Linked DNA regions of Callithrix jacchus: region 1 is linked to region 2. Evidence: chromatin contacts called from public Hi-C data. All regions are on one chromosome and are shown on one strand. Each heading gives the region's core, a stretch centred on a gene start, on an enhancer-like site or on the middle of the called end of the contact. The rest is flanking DNA. Distances are from core to core; before and after follow the strand shown. Region 1 holds the start of ZRANB2 (zinc finger RANBP2-type containing 2). Region 2 holds the start of LRRC40 (leucine rich repeat containing 40).

What was found. Hi-C and Micro-C count contacts between places; a contact is called where the count stands out from the background.
Region 1: a contact with region 2 is called in a Hi-C map of skeletal muscle, with 9 times the contacts expected there. The contact joins the promoter of ZRANB2 here to the promoter of LRRC40 in region 2. A contact is called at or near these places in 2 of 3 Hi-C or Micro-C datasets (both in skeletal muscle).

The regions. Positions count from the first base shown.
Region 1 is chr7:108,347,630-108,350,329 of calJac240_pri, reverse strand. It overlaps ZRANB2 (zinc finger RANBP2-type containing 2), which reads left to right and starts at 1,391. Exons shown (of 11, transcript XM_003733469.6): 1 at 1,391-1,486. The coding sequence starts at 1,431. It overlaps LOC103794506 (a long non-coding RNA gene), which reads right to left and starts at 1,078. Exons shown (of 6, transcript XR_013520178.1): 1 at 1,024-1,078.
Region 2 is chr7:107,480,574-107,483,273 of calJac240_pri, reverse strand. LRRC40 (leucine rich repeat containing 40) reads left to right here and starts at 1,280. Exons shown (of 13, transcript XM_078332228.1): 1 at 1,280-1,455. SRSF11 (serine and arginine rich splicing factor 11) reads right to left here and starts at 1,156. Exons shown (of 14, transcript XM_078332231.1): 1 at 1,065-1,156.

The DNA of each region.
Region 1 (2,700 bases), core at 142-2,641, 870 kb before region 2:
GGTGGCATTTCTCAGAACATATCCCTATCATTAAGTGAAGCATGACTTACATGCTGTGTTCTAAAAAAATATCTTGCATTTATATACCATAATCTATGCATAAGAATGCTCATACTAGGGTTGTTTGTAAAACCAAGTCTGGTAAACAGAAGGAATAAACTGTCACAAGGAATATTACCAGTATACATCAATGAAAATAACAGAACTACACCTATACACTTCTACATGCCATTACCTAGGATTAATTTAGAAGCATAATGCTGCATGAACAAAAAAGAGCACATAACCAACTATCCTGATACAGCTCATCAAATTAAACTTACATGTGTGTTAGGTTTTGAAAGGAAGGCCAGTGTTAAAGAAAGAGAGGGTGGCTTAACGCAGGCTTTAAAACCAACATACGGCCTACAGAGATGGGAGACCAGCTTAATGACAGTGCCCACTGCTACTTACAGGCTGGGGTGATTTACAGGCCTAAGTTGGTGTGGTCTGGGGGCCCATGGCCTGCTGCATGGGAAAATGTTGATAAGTGTTCCCAGGATGAGGCGGTTCTGGCCCTTGCTCTGGTGGAATGTGGTGTTCTCTGCACTTTCTCCCAGCAGAATATAATAAGAGGCAGGCTGTTTCTCAACGCCCGAACCTCGTGGAATGTTTCACTTTGACTAAGGCCTGTAAAATGGCAAGGGGGGATTACAAAAATGGTGCAATTTGGACTAACAATGTACATAAATTAAATTTTTAAAAAGCAAGAAAATAAATCCCAAATATGGGAGAGTATTATCTCTGGAAGAAAGTAATGGGATGGAATCAGGAAAGACACTGGTAATTTAAACAATGTTGGCAATATCTCAGTTTTTAAATTACCAGGTGGTTCCCACGTATAAGTTGCTTACTTATCTGTTACACCTATTTATGTATTTTTTAAAAAAAGGGTCTCTAAATGATATCCTATGTGTATGAAATAACAGAATTCTTGTGCCTTAGTAAAATAATTTCTCTAAAAACTTGAAGAGACAAACAAACCTCACACCCCGTGAATTGATCAGTCACTTCCGCCTCTACCTTTCCAGCTCCGCCTATGGAAGCGGAAGTACTTTACTTTAAGGTCCTCCCACCTGTAGGGGGCTCTCCGAGGCTTCCAGTGCCACGAAGGCCTCCTGCCTGGGTTGTCCTTGTGGCGCCTGTTAGTTTAGTGCTAGAAAGGGTATCTGTATTTTAACTTTTTCATCTAAGAAACAATAGCGCAGGCCTCTTAGTATGGACGACAATGTTCAAGCTGAATTCCTGACCAATGCCCTCATTGTCAAACCCTAACGCCGTAGTAGGCGGGAGTCAGGCGGTGTTGGGACAGCCCCGAGTTGCCGAAAGTCCCCGGCCCGCTTTCTGCCGTGAAGACATAGCTGCGGGTGGCTGTGCTGGTGGCGTTCAAGATGTCGACCAAGAATTTCCGAGTCAGTGACGGGGACTGGATTTGCCCTGACAAAAAGTGAGTTCAAGAAGGGTCCTGAATTGGGGCGAAGTTTATTAGTGGAGGCTTTCCCAGTTCCGTTCGGCATTTTCCTTTTCTATGATTTCCCGTGCCTTAAGGAAGGGTTGAGGCGGCGAACCGCCAGTTCCCGGGCGGGAAGAAGGATCCCAGTCTCCTCATGAGAGAGGTCTTTCCCGGAGTCTTTGTTCTAGATATGTCTCCAGCGTTTCCCCGACATTACCTCTCCAAGGTGGCCTCTCTTTAGAGTGCGAGATGGCCTACCTTTTTGCCCCCACACCCCACCCCCGCCCCGGCCAGCTTTCAGCGATAGGAAATCTCTCCGTCAGGCCAGCTTGGTGTTGAATCTCCCCCACGTGACTTTTCCCTGCAGAACTTTATTCTTGTTCACGGAAAATAGTGCTTTCTCGCACTCGTCCGTTTGCCTCTTATAGTTCACCTTGTTTTGTATTTTTCCTCAAACTTTTCTTCCGTGCTATTTTTCCCGTTTCCCCAAACTGGTTTGGGAAATTCTGACCATTTTTTTTGTCGATCATTAATTTCTCCACAAGAATTGGGCTTTTCGCCTCCTTAGAGCCGAAAAGGAGGGAAGAGGCCTGTGTTTTTGCCTATTCAGCCCTTAAGATGCCTGCAGCAGTGAAGCACATGTGTTAGTGGCCCTGCTTTTTGACATTGTTGCAGAAGCCAATGTGCTCTACTAAATTGTCAATCAGATTTTTTTTTTAAGGGTGCACAGATAGGTGTATCTATTCAGAAATAACATGGAAAATAATTTAATGTACAGCTCATGTTCAGATAAAAACTTTTATTTCTTGTACCTAAATTAGCCATAAAGATGTTTTGATCGTAAAGAGCAAAAACTTTGGAACAAACCTGGGTTTAATTAAAATTCTATAACTTATTTAACTGCTAAAAAAATAAGAATAGAATTGCTTTTTTATAATTAATACATAAAATAACATGGATAGGGTATGTAAACAATGAAAATTCTAATTGGTAGCTATTGATAGTAATTTGATATTACAGTGACCTGAAGGAGTCGTTCAAGCCTAACAAATGATATTGAATAGAACCAAAGTTATATGTTGTGAATAGTATTGCTCTGAGTGGAAAGACATTATTGAAAATATTAAAAAGAACAACTTCTGACTTTTGTTGTTACCTGTAAAATAATATGGTTTTTTCAGTGTCTTTAATGACAGCACAGGTAGATA
Region 2 (2,700 bases), core at 31-2,530:
TAACCTGGACTCAGGTAAAAGTGCGTGATTTGTCAAAGGGCCCTCATCCAACTATTCTACCAATCCTCAGTAGACCTGATGGGGGTTAGAAGGGTATTCACCGGCATATTATTTTAAAACAAAACCTCTTCAGGCAAAAGAAAAGTCTAGCACCCAGGATAGTACATACTAGGCAGGATTAATCTTAATAATTACTTGTTGAATGAATCAGTAAGCTGTACATTTCAGATGAAAACTTTAATTTCCTAGGAAACACCGACTTATTGCACCCAGGATAGTACATACTAGGCAGGATTAATCTTAATAATTACTTGTTGAATGAATCAGTAAGCTGTACATTTCAGATGAAAATTTTAATTTCCTAGGAAACACCGACTTATTGAACAAAATTTTCATTTGCTATTATTCTGAACTTACCAAGAGCTCAAGATTCAAGTTTTTATTTTCACTTGATTATTTCAAAAACCGTATGCGGTAGGAATTATCCCTAAAGTAATGAAAACATGCAATGAGGTTTATAAGCGGTTGAGTAAACTGCCTAAAGTTAACATAGTTTGTAAAGTATAGAAACAGCTAAGATTTGAACTTGCTTTTCAGGGCTCCAAAATCCAAGCTGTCTGAGAGTCACTAAAGCTTGTACCACTATTTGTCTCCCTAAACTGTGCGGTACACAGAACATTTGTTACATTTTAACGTTTTTTGTCTTCTATGTTGCCAATGCTTCCATTTCACATTACCTCCTTTGCTGGACTATACCCTCAATACAACGAGAATGGTGTCCTAGTATAGGCCCTAAGAACAGAAAATGTTTTGCTCCGTACGCCGGAGGTCTGGCGCCACCACCATAAGCGACAAACACAGGCTGGGGTCCAGAAAGGCTGTCGACCGCGCCCAGACCTCAAGTTTTAGTCAAGGCCCACGTTCAGACTAGGAGAGGGGAGAAGAGAGGTTATCTTTCCCGATACCCTCGCCACGGTGGAAGCAATGAGGAGAACGTTGGAGTCGCAGTAACAGTGAAAGCAATAAACCCGAATGCCCCTCTTAAGCCCGTTAAACGCACTTACTTGAGCGAAGTAATTCTAGGAAGGTAGGCCGGCACCGGCAACGGAAAAGGCTTCTCTGTCCTGCAGCCCAGGGGCTGGTGCTGACGACATCTGGGCTGCGCCGCAGAGAGTGAAGGCCCAGCGCGAGGCCGCGATCCCAGCGCACAGTGCGCGCGCTCACGAAAGGGGCGGGGCATCCCAGCGGCGCCACCTTTAAGCGTCATGGGCGGGGCTGCAGTTTCTGGACCTGGGACTTTGAACATGTCGCGCCTGAAGCGGGTGGCGGGGCTGGATCCCCGCGCTGGTTTCAAAGCAGGTGGAAGAGACTGCGGTACCTCGGTACCCCAAGGGCTGTTAAAGGCAGCGAGGAAGAGCGGCCAGTTAAACCTGTCGGGTAGAAACCTCAGTGAAGGTAAGACCCAGAAGTACGACACTATTGTGTCTACTGTAAGAAAGCCTTTGGCCCAGGCGGCTTCTCTTTTCTCTGGGCTGGCTTTGTCCCCCTTTCTCAGACTGCTAGCCAGAATTTCTGTGCTCTGATCTAATCCCTTTGCTCATTTCGACCGGCTTGGTCAGCCTAGTTCAATTCCTTCCCAGGTTCCAGCAATCTCTGTTGATTGCTAAAAATACGGTCTAAATTTAAACCGGGCGCTTTTTGGGATTCCCACATTCTTGTGGGATGAACAACATAATATGTGACGAAACTAGCTATCAGATCACAGGCAAATCTTTTATTTCTTTGGCCCTTATTTTACTCCTCTTATTTTGATCTTCAAGGGCACTTACCAAAGCTAAAATTCTATATTTTATCTGCTCCTTTGTGAACCTGCACTGTTCCCTGCCGAGACGCCCTTCTGAATGCAACTGTGCAGAGTCCTAATTACAAGGAACAATGAGCATATTTTCTAAGGTGAAGATCAGGATAGATGCCACACAAAGTGTTTGAATGTGGGGACATCCTGAGAAACCTGGTAAAGACCAACAAACACAAATCTGGTTACCCTGAATAAATGGCCGGATGCTCTTCTGATTGTCGTGTCTGTGTGTGTGTGTGTGTGTGTGTGTGTGTAAGAGAGAGAGGGAGGGAAATGGAGAGATAGAGAAATAGAGCCTTCTTCCTGTAATGTTTTTCTTCATTTGTATTTAGGTTATAAGACTGATTAAAATCTTCCATTTTTCTTCCAATGATTGCTTTCTTATTGTGACAATTATAAAGTAGATTAGGCAAACAAATACTTGCTGGATGAATAAAAGGACATATGAAAAAGAATCCCTACTCTGCCAAAAAGAGTTTTCGACCAATGGGAACATAGCATTTTCAAACTACAGTTGTGCATATATATATATACCTGGCTTCCCCAAAACCTGGAACATTTTTCTCTAAACTTGCATACTTAGGTATCGTTACTAACACTCTGTTCTCTTGCCTGTTTAATTTTTAATAGCATTTATTACTATCAGAATTTATATCATTTATGTTTTTTGTCTTTTCTACCCTCCAACGAAAAAGTTAATTCCGTGAGGTCAGTGAGCTTTGTTTTGTTCATTGTTGTATTTCTATCACTGAAAATAGTGCTTTAAAGTATTGATATTTTCAGTGATAGAAAATATTTCTATCACTGAAAATAGAGTCTTCTTAAATATTGTAGAAGCAATA